Linked DNA regions of Mus musculus: regions 1 and 2 are each linked to region 3. Evidence: chromatin contacts called from public promoter capture Hi-C data. All regions are on one chromosome and are shown on one strand. The core of a region is the stretch at or near the end of the contact, and the rest is flanking DNA. Distances in the headings are between cores, read along the strand shown.

Region 1 (3,084 bases), core at 480-2,979, 1.1 Mb before region 3:
CATGCCCCAGCTCTCTCCAGTCTGTCTTCTACACACTCCACAGTTAGCCACTTTCTCCAGTCTTTTATTTTTACAGAGAAGTATGAGAAAGGCATTTTCTGAGCCCCTGGTATCCAGATACGATCCTGGAATACGAATGTGAACACTTGTCTGAGTGCATTTTCGGTTGCTAATAACACAATACCACAGCTTGGGTAAGTTGTATTGTTTTAGCTCATGGCTCTGATACAAGGTCAAGGCAATGGCCTTGCTAGCAGAATCCCTAGGCGGTATAGAGCATAATATGCAAAAGACCTAAGCAAACTGGCCTTTACAATAGAGTCACTCCTAAAGCTCCATTGAATTCCTAAGTGGTTGCATGGTGAAGGCAAAGCCTTAGTCAGCTATGAAAAGGTCCTGTATGACCCCGCCTCCTGGGCCTACAGGTGGCCCGTTCCTCGTGGGAGTTCCCCCACTAGGTGCCCCCCCCCCAACCCTCTGAGGGGCTTAGTCACCTTATGACACCAGTAAAATTGGATTAGGACCCAGCCTGACGGCTTCATTTTGAACCACTCCTAAAGGGCTCATCTCTTCCTACATTCTAGAATTTGGGGGTTAGGAGATCAACGTACAGATTTTGCCCCCAGGGTCCCCTGTGCCCGGGGGAAACCGGCTGTCTTCAAATTTAGACTTGGAATGTTGACACGAGCTTTCCCTCCCCATCCCCAACTCCCAGAGAGTTCATTTAAGGAGCAACAGCAGTGGGAACTCCAGGCAGAGCCTTGACCAGGGTTGAGCAGAGACCAGGACGAGAGGGCAAGCTCCCAGGCCTCAAGGCTCAGAGTTCCTCGCAGGTCCCAGCTGGACATGATGAAGGCAGGAGGGTGATACTGCTTCACAAATCAAGACAGAAAGGGTTGGCTGTGGGCTTCAAGTACTACCTCAATATGGAGCCTGCAGCCTTCGCTCCCAGACCTGATGGTTTCGCCCCTGCAGAATGCACAGGGAACCGCCTCTGAGTGGCAACTGACAGAGGCGCAGACAGCCCCACCTTTACTCTGCTCTGTGGCTACTAAGCTCCTAGTGGGGCTTTCTTCCCAGAGCGCCACAAAAAAAGAGGACCCTGGGTGATTCCCCCAGCGCTGCTCAGAGGGCCTCCTCCAACCCCTGGCTTGCTGATGAGTTCAGAAAGATTCAGTTGATGAGGGTTACAATAGTCCCGAGGACAGAGGCCAAGCCCAATCCCGAGGAACCGGAAGCACAGCCAGACTCTGGCATGTCCATACCAGGGGCACTTTCCTTTACATGTTGGGCGGTCCACAGACCTCTGCTCTCCGGGGAGTCACTTCAGCAATGGGAAAGCAGAACGCGGGAGCGCTAGAAGCCTCTTCCTCTAAGAAAAAACGAAGTGTGTTCTGGGGCAAGGGAGAAAGCTGACCTAGAAAAGGAAAGGGCGGGGGGGGGGGGGGCATACATAGTTAGACCTTTGAGAACATTTTTTAAAGTTTTTGTTTTCATGACAAAAAAAAAATGTGTTTTTTTTTTGTCATGCTATCATCACTATCTATCAGCTATCTATCACCGGTCACAATACCTGAGATTTGATGAATTTACAAGAAGGAAGGGTCTATTTTGACTCACCGGTCTAGTCCACCGTTGTGAGCAGCTTACTTTGGGACCGGGCCCAGAATGAGCATCAACAGAGCTGGGCTGAGGAAAACGGCTCCCACGGCGGGTGGAGAAGCAGAGCGAGGAAGGCACGCACCCAGTGAGGTCACTTCCTTCCACCGGACCCCACTTCTTAAAGCTTCCAGTGTGTTCCAGCAGTGGCGGGGTTTGGGGATCAAGTCTTCCCACACATTGGTCTTTCTGGGACATTTTAGATCCAAACAGTGGCCGAAAGTCATTGTCATTGGGCTGGTGTGTATTTGGCTCATCTCCCTTTCAAAAACTCAGTAAAATAAAGAACTCTTGCAAGACCGTAATGATCAAGGAGACTTTTAATTCACAGACCTGAGGAGTAGCACTCTGGGTCTCAGAACGGGACCTCCACAATTTACCCCAACAAAATTGCTAATAGACTGATGGAGACAACTTCGTGGTGGAAGAGATCCAAGAATGAATACATCCAGCATCAATTCTACAAAACTAGAAACTTCAAGGACGTCTGGTAATGTGGTTTAAGGGAAGGTGTGTCTATGAAGGGTCGCACAGAATCGTTTAGGGTGACGTATTCATTAGCTCAGTTAGAGCGGCGGCTCCAGGGCATGGACATATTCATCACATTATACTTAGTATGTGTAGTTTATTCTAAGTGAATTATACCCCAATATACTTTTTAAAAAATTACTTTTCCTGCAGTGCTATGAACTGAATTTAGGTTCTCACACACGTAGGTAAATTCCTAGTTGTAAATTGGTTTTTGTTTGTTTGTTTGTTTTATAAATACTGTCAGGGCTGTGCTACAGTGTCTCAAAATACAGTGGGGAGAGAGAGAGAGAGAGAGAGAGAGAGAGAGAGAGAGAGAGAGAGAGAAAGGAAGGGAAGGAAGGAAGGAAGGAAGGAAGGAAGGAAGGAAGGAAGGAAGAAAGAAAGAAAGAAAGAAAGAAAGAAAGAAAGAAAGAAAGAAAGAAAGAAAGAAAGAAAGAAAGAAAGAAAGAGAGAGAGAAAGTTAGTTTGCAGCAGGGACAGAATGTCCTTTAATATTGATAGAAAGCCACTGAGCTGAGACTGGTCAATTCAAGCTGACTGTCCTCAAGAAGGACCCGTGAGTTTCAGAAATTGTATTTGTTTTCCCAATATAGATACAGCAAATAATAGTTTTAGTCTTTGTTCATTTGGGGTGTGTGTGGTGTGTGTGTGTGTGTGTGTGTGTGTGTGTGTGTGTGTGGTTTTGTTTTGATTTGAGACAGGCTCTTTCTACGGAGCCTGACTGTTCTAGAACTTACTATGTAGACCAGGTTGGCCTTGAACTCACAGAAATCTGCCTGCCTCTGTCTGCTCAATGCTGGGATCAAAGGAGTATGCCATTATACCTGGCTAAGTGTTTTAGTCTTTGCAGACAACCCCTATTACAGTCCATTTAAAACCTTTTTGTGGGCTGGA
Region 2 (3,114 bases), core at 78-2,577, 1.8 Mb after region 3:
GCAAAAATGTTTCCCTTTAAATAAATTGTCCCCCATGGGTCCCCTCTGCCTCCACACCACACCCCAGGGTTTCACTGTGCAGCCCTGACTGTTCAAACTCACTCGGTAGACTAGACCGGCCTCAAACAGGCATCCACCTGGCTTTGCCTTCAGAGTGCTGGGTTCAAATAAAGGCAGGCACAACTACAGCAAGGTTTAAATCGTTGGTTTTGTCTGGTTTGGCTTAACTAGCCTCCATTTAACTTTTTTTAACAGGAGACCGGATCTTGTAAGCTAACCTAGCCAGAATTTCTAACACAGAACACGATTTTAAGATCCTAATCTTACTTCTACTTACCAGAACACAAGCATTATAGATGCGCTCCACCTCATCCAAACTTACGCAGCAATGGGGACTAAGCTGAGCTTCAGGTATGCCAAACACTCTCCCAGCTGAATTTACACCCTCAGCCCTGACCTGATTTTGAACAAATTACGCCAGAATACAATATAACTTTAAGTCAAAAGGTCATTGTGGCTTACACAAAACTGGGAGACCCTGACCGAGACAAGCAACTCTGTAGTGCATTCAACACTACATACACCTGCCACAGGAATCAAGAGCCGTACTCGAAGGTGAATTCATGTTTGCAGCTCTAATACTGGTGGTTTAGTGGCTCTTAAAAGAGCCTTTGGTGCTAGACGTCAACCCTATTGAGAAGTTTACTTGGCGCTAGTATACTTGGTGACAGCCTTGGTGCCCTCCGACACGGCGTGCTTGGCCAGCTCCCCGGGCAGCAGCAGGCGCACGGCCGTCTGGATCTCCCGGGACGTGATGGTCGAGCGCTTGTTGTAATGCGCCAGGCGGGACGCCTCGCTCGCGATGCGCTCGAAGATGTCGTTCACGAACGAGTTCATGATGCCCATGGCCTTGGAGGAGATGCCGGTGTCGGGGTGCACTTGCTTCAGCACCTTGTACACGTACACCGAGTAGCTCTCCTTGCGGCTGCGCTTGCGCTTCTTGCCGTCCTTCTTCTGGGCCTTGGTGACGGCCTTCTTGGAGCCCTTCTTCGGGGCGGGAGCGGACTTCGCAGGCTCAGGCATGGCGTAGAAATGAATAGAAAACAAAGCTGAACACCCAACAGGACAAGCAGATAGGAACACCACGGGTACTCTTTATCTAGAACTTCGTATGCAAATAAAGTGAAATGCCCTTGTCTGGGTAGTGGTCACTCAGAGAAAAGGCTGAGCCTGCTTTTACCCAATGAGAATACACAACTCCCAAAACCTCGTTTCCATTGGTTAAGTTGAACTCACAATGCTAACCAATGACGGGCCTCCTTTTTCGCGCCCTGGCTTGACTATAAAAATCTACAGAGTTTCCCTTTGTTTCTGCTGTTTAGCTAACGCTTACCAGGGAAGTTTTAAGTTGTACAATATGTCTGGACGCGGTAAGCAGGGCGGCAAGGCTCGCGCCAAGGCCAAGACCCGCTCCTCCCGGGCCGGCCTGCAGTTCCCCGTGGGCCGCGTGCACCGGCTGCTCCGCAAGGGCAACTACTCGGAGCGCGTGGGCGCCGGCGCCCCGGTGTACCTGGCGGCCGTGCTGGAGTACCTGACGGCCGAGATCCTGGAGCTGGCGGGCAACGCGGCCCGCGACAACAAGAAGACGCGCATCATCCCGCGCCACCTGCAGCTGGCCATCCGCAACGACGAGGAGCTCAACAAGCTGCTGGGCCGCGTGACCATCGCGCAGGGCGGCGTCCTGCCCAACATCCAGGCCGTGCTGCTGCCCAAGAAGACCGAGAGCCACCACAAGGCCAAGTGAAGCAGGTTTCAATATCTCCCAAAGGCTCTTTTCAGAGCCACACACAAAGTCCAGAAAGAAGCTGGTACATGTAAATCTAAGATCTCCTTTGTGAAGTGATAGTACTAATTCCAACCACGTGGTGAGTAAGCTGCAGTCCAGTGTAAATGTGTTCTCTCCGCGTGGGACTTAAGCATTCAAGTTTAACCCTTCTAGGAATATTTGGATCTTGAAACTGCTTTCTTGGTCTTTTTTTCATCAAGTATTTTTTGTTTTTTCAGACAATCTCATTAAAACCCACTGTAGGACAAGCCAGTCTGCCTCTGCCTTGGATATTGGGACTTTGACCTTCCCAAGCTGGCATAATCTATCATAGACACCAGGTCTGGTTAACCTTCAACAGATGAGGTTTTACTTTTTTTTTCCACTTTGCAGCAGAACATGTTAGAAGACTTTACAGGTCTTAATGCTGCTTAACTGGTGTGTGTGCATGCCCACCTGCTAGCCAGAAGTAAACGATCAATTTTAAGTTACTTTTTTTTTCTTCTAAATCCCCATAATGTTTTCACAAATCTTACTGCTCAAAGGAGCAGAAACTCGGGGGGGGGAGGGGGGGTAAGAGCCTGCCTGGTAACGAAGGGGATAAAGTCCTCAACTTGACCCAAGAATAAAATTTAACAAAACAGTGTAAAGAATATGTGTGCTCTGCAGTTCATTTCTAAAAATAGAGCCTAATTAATTGTGTTGAAATAATGATTCCAAGTTCAGTATTATTGATCTGAGAGGCTACAAAATTGTAAGCAGTTGGTGTGACCTAGTGTGTCACTACTGAGAACTTCAGTAACGCCAGCCACTTGCAAAGAGAGAAGCTGGAAAAGGAGTTCCAACAGCAGCCCATGAAACAGGAAATTCTGTACATTTATGGACTTGTGGAAATCGGACTCTGAGTTTAGAGAAGAGTTTCTGAGAATAGCATGTCGGTGACTGGCAATATCAGAATATAAGAGAGTGATTTAGTCAGTTAGTCCCACCAGACCTGAAAGGACCAGTCCTGTGTGTGTGTGTGTGAGAGAGAGAGAGAGAGAGAGAGAGAGAGAGAGAGAGAGAGTGTAAACTGTATGACTAACTTGTTTAGTAGTTTTGGAAAGACACTGGATAGGACATAAGGTCTAGTTGATCCTCCTTCCACAGGGCCATGTCTGTGTTCAAATGCTCAGTGAGCACGATATGATAGAACAAAGTATGCGCTTAGGTTAGATGGTAAAGTATGGAAATACATCTAAGAGATAACTGTTAGCTAATAGGCTTTAGGTCTCAAAAAAAGTCACTAT
Region 3 (3,199 bases), core at 608-3,107:
ACACAGCTTCTACTGTGTTCAAGTATTTGAATTCTGTCTTAAATAGCCTTCCATTGTTTTGTTGTTGATGGCTTCTCCTTTTCCTAAGTATAAAAATTGGCCATTCCAAACTTTAGTCTTTCCATAATGAGATAATGAAAACCATGTTTCAAAACAGCCACCAGGGCTCATGAAATCACAAGCCATTAGAGTCACTGAAGACAGTACACTCATTGTAACTGTAAACCATCAAGACCATGGAAAATTTCAAAGACCTTCCCATTCAGGGAAGCAGACCTAGAAACACAGCTCAGGTATAGCCTCACACAGTACAGATTAAGTCGAACTTAATTTATATTTAAAAAAGGGTTGGGACAATATAGATTGTATTGGAGAAAAAGGGAACACAGACATTATGCTTAGGCATAAGGCACACGGAATAGGTTTTATTTGAGGGGAATGGTGATACAGACAGAGTTGCATAAGGGGCTTCATTCTATTCTTAGTCTAGAACTCATTACTTTATGCAATAATGTTTCTAATACTCTTTGATTTCCCCTAACAACCTGCTTATCTTGCATAATTTTGCCAGCCCAGCCTCCTGATTTAAACAAAGCAAATGTTGCATATTGTTCAAATATCAGGAGCCAGAAGTTCAGAGTCTCAATTTCCACTCTGTACAAACCATAGCAAGTTTCATAAACTCTTAGCGCCTTAATTGTTTCAGAGGAAAAGAGAGGACAATATTACTTCATGGGACTGTTTGCATGAGGAGAAGTCCGAGGTGCGCTCCTCCAAGGAGTTCTACATTGTCAAATGTCACTGCCATTAACAGCAGCAGTGACAGCCACCATGCCCCCACTCACTCCATGTTAGAACTTCTCAGATTCATGAGCAAATGCAGGCACAGAGCAAATAAAAATATTTTAATAAAATGTTCTGTTTTAAACTTCTATTTTAAAGTGTGTTCTGCCTTGGACGAGAAAGCGCTCATCTCGCCACAGACTGAAAAGAACATGAGGGTAAAAATATCCCTTGAGTGCTAGGCAACTCATTACCTCTCTACTTTTCTGAGGAACTGAGAGGTCCCTCAACCAATGTATTTATAAGTTAAATCACAGTCTAAAAAAATGTTTAAAGACCCCAAGGGGAAAATTCTTGACAGAGTTATGCCAAAAAGCCAATTGCACAGGTGTAGCTTTCTGCAATTCCGCTAGGACAAGAGAGAAACCCATCCTCACTAAATCCTGTCCTCTATGGCTACCAGTCATTACAGGCACCTACCATGGTCTCCTCTTAACTGTACAAAGGCAGAAAGCCTTCCAGAAATAGTCAGTTGTCTTGATTTTCATCTTAATCTGGCTTCTGCCAGTCTCCTCATCTTGAGAGGCAAGATCGAGTATATTGAAACTGGAAAAGACTCATTAAGCCCATTCACGAAGCTCAACCTTGTCTGTTCTGGTTCAGTGTTTCATCCAAAGCCAGTTGTACACATCTACATACCACAGCCAATACTCACCGATAGTGTGATACTCCTCCGGCTAGTGACCACGATCCACAGTGGCCCTTGACACCAGTGGCCTCGCAAACCTTAGAGTCTTGATTGGATTGTTATTTTGTAAGAAAGCCTCTTCTCCAGAGCCAGACACCATTCCCAATGGAGGTCCTCACACAGCAGTTGGTGTGTTTTTGAGTTCTCTTAACATTACTTCCTCCCTTGAAGGCATCTCTGATAGCTTCATAATTAACATCCTATTTACAAGAAGAAAAACACTTACCATCACCATTAAAGTAGTATTTAAAGCTCTAGACTAGAAAGCTACCTTGAAAAAAGGTGTTCCTGTATCTTCCTCTCTTTGCAGAGAAACGTAATGAGTCACGTGGGAACAAACACCGCCAGGTTTGACCCTGTGCTCTTGGGACAGAGAATCTGCATTTGGCGTGGCTGCTTAATTTTTAACTTCACTTTCAAGTTCTCACCGACCTAGTGAGTATCTCAACGGTGTCACTATGTTTTTCTGCTTTGAACTATGCACACAGACATTCAGTCAACAAGCCACTTCGCTGAAAGTGGAAAGAGGTGTGGAATGCAAGCAGCAGTGGGGCTCCTTAGCCTGAATCTCTGAAGTCATCCCCACCTTTGCTCCTAGAGCTTTCTTCGTCTGCAGACAAAGCACCCCGCCTGCTAGAACTGGCTTCTACATGAAGAAACAGGGTTGAAATGGGCGCAATGCCCAGAGATTGATGGGACGAATGAAATGACGTCTATCTGCTAACATCTATATGCCTGAACGAGATGGTCCTGCAGAGGGATCCAGTCAATCAGCTAGACTGCCTTCCGTCCTCTGGTGTCCACAGTGAACAGATGTGAACTGTGACTGAGAATTCCCCTGTTCCCGACCTCCATTTTCTCTGGGTCCTCCTGATGTGGTTTTGCTTGACTCCTGACTCTTGGGTTTGTTTTGTGGCTTTTAGGTTTTGGAATGTGGCTGGTGATAGATCTTTCTAGTTAGTCTCTTGGCCTTCTTAAAACAAGGTGAAGACCTGCCTTCTCTGCGTTTCAGCACCAGCTGAGCCTCTGACCCCAGTCCTATCATCATGGTCCCCCAAAGAGCCTATACTGCCCAGCTCCTTAGCCAGTCTTACTGGTCCCTACTCATTTTCTTTTTATTATTATTATTTAAAAAATCCAAACTATATTAGTTTTCTTATTTTTATTTATGTGTCTGTTTGTGTGATTGTATGGCATGCATGTGGGTACCTAAGGAGCCCCCCAAACCCTGGAACTGGAGTTACAGGTACCTGTGACTCCTCTCTTGAGAAGGTTCAGGAAACTAACCTCAGTACTCCAGAACAGAATGCCCTTTAAACCACTGAGCCATCTATTGTGTGACATTTTCTGGGGGAGACATGAACAAAAAGCTGTTCACTCAGATTGGGAACACGTGATTGGCCAAAGTAAGGATACCATCAAAATACAACATGGAAAACCCCTGAGTTTTATTTCGGTTACCTACAAGGAGTAGAGGTTAGGGGTTGCTTATAAGAGCTGCAACTCCAAAAGCCAAGCCCAGGATGGGTGACAGCGCAGAGAATTCAGAAACCTGGAGAGTACTACACAGATACCTAAGCTTCCCTGAGCCTCTTTTAGGCTGCTTAGCTTGTCTCTATATATTTATACTTAGACTGGATGGGGCCTAATGTGTCTGATAAATTTCAG

Evidence for each region. Promoter capture Hi-C pulls out the DNA fragments that hold promoters and counts their contacts.
Region 1: a promoter capture Hi-C map of liver shows a contact between it and region 3, with 2.7 times the contacts expected there. The contact joins the promoter of 4932702P03Rik here to the promoter of Slc17a2 in region 3. A contact is called at or near these places in 7 of 39 promoter capture datasets (3T3-L1-derived adipocytes, the HPC-7 cell line, cranial neural crest and 3 more), 1 of 484 Hi-C or Micro-C datasets (B cells) and 1 of 9 other capture datasets (embryonic stem cells).
Region 2: a contact with region 3 is called in a promoter capture Hi-C map of liver, with 6 times the contacts expected there. The contact joins the promoter of H2ac12 here to the promoter of Slc17a2 in region 3. A contact is called at or near these places in 3 of 39 promoter capture datasets (hippocampal neurons and liver), 2 of 115 datasets of contacts at active chromatin or transcription factors (fetal liver and large pre-B cells) and 2 of 9 other capture datasets (adipose tissue and liver).

The regions. Positions count from the first base shown.
Region 1 is chr13:24,904,245-24,907,328 of GRCm38.p6, reverse strand. 4932702P03Rik (RIKEN cDNA 4932702P03 gene) reads right to left here and starts at 1,729. Exons shown (of 3, transcript NR_045182.1): 1 at 1,621-1,729.
Region 2 is chr13:22,033,856-22,036,969 of GRCm38.p6, reverse strand. It overlaps H2ac12 (H2A clustered histone 12), which reads left to right and starts at 1,327. Exons shown (of 1, transcript NM_175659.2): 1 at 1,327-1,848. The coding sequence starts at 1,418. The coding sequence ends at 1,804. H2bc12 (H2B clustered histone 12) reads right to left here and starts at 1,149. Exons shown (of 1, transcript NM_175665.2): 1 at 650-1,149. The coding sequence starts at 1,083. The coding sequence ends at 703.
Region 3 is chr13:23,805,651-23,808,849 of GRCm38.p6, reverse strand. It overlaps Slc17a2 (solute carrier family 17 (sodium phosphate), member 2), which reads right to left and starts at 1,857. Exons shown (of 12, transcript NM_001377113.1): 1 at 1,499-1,857.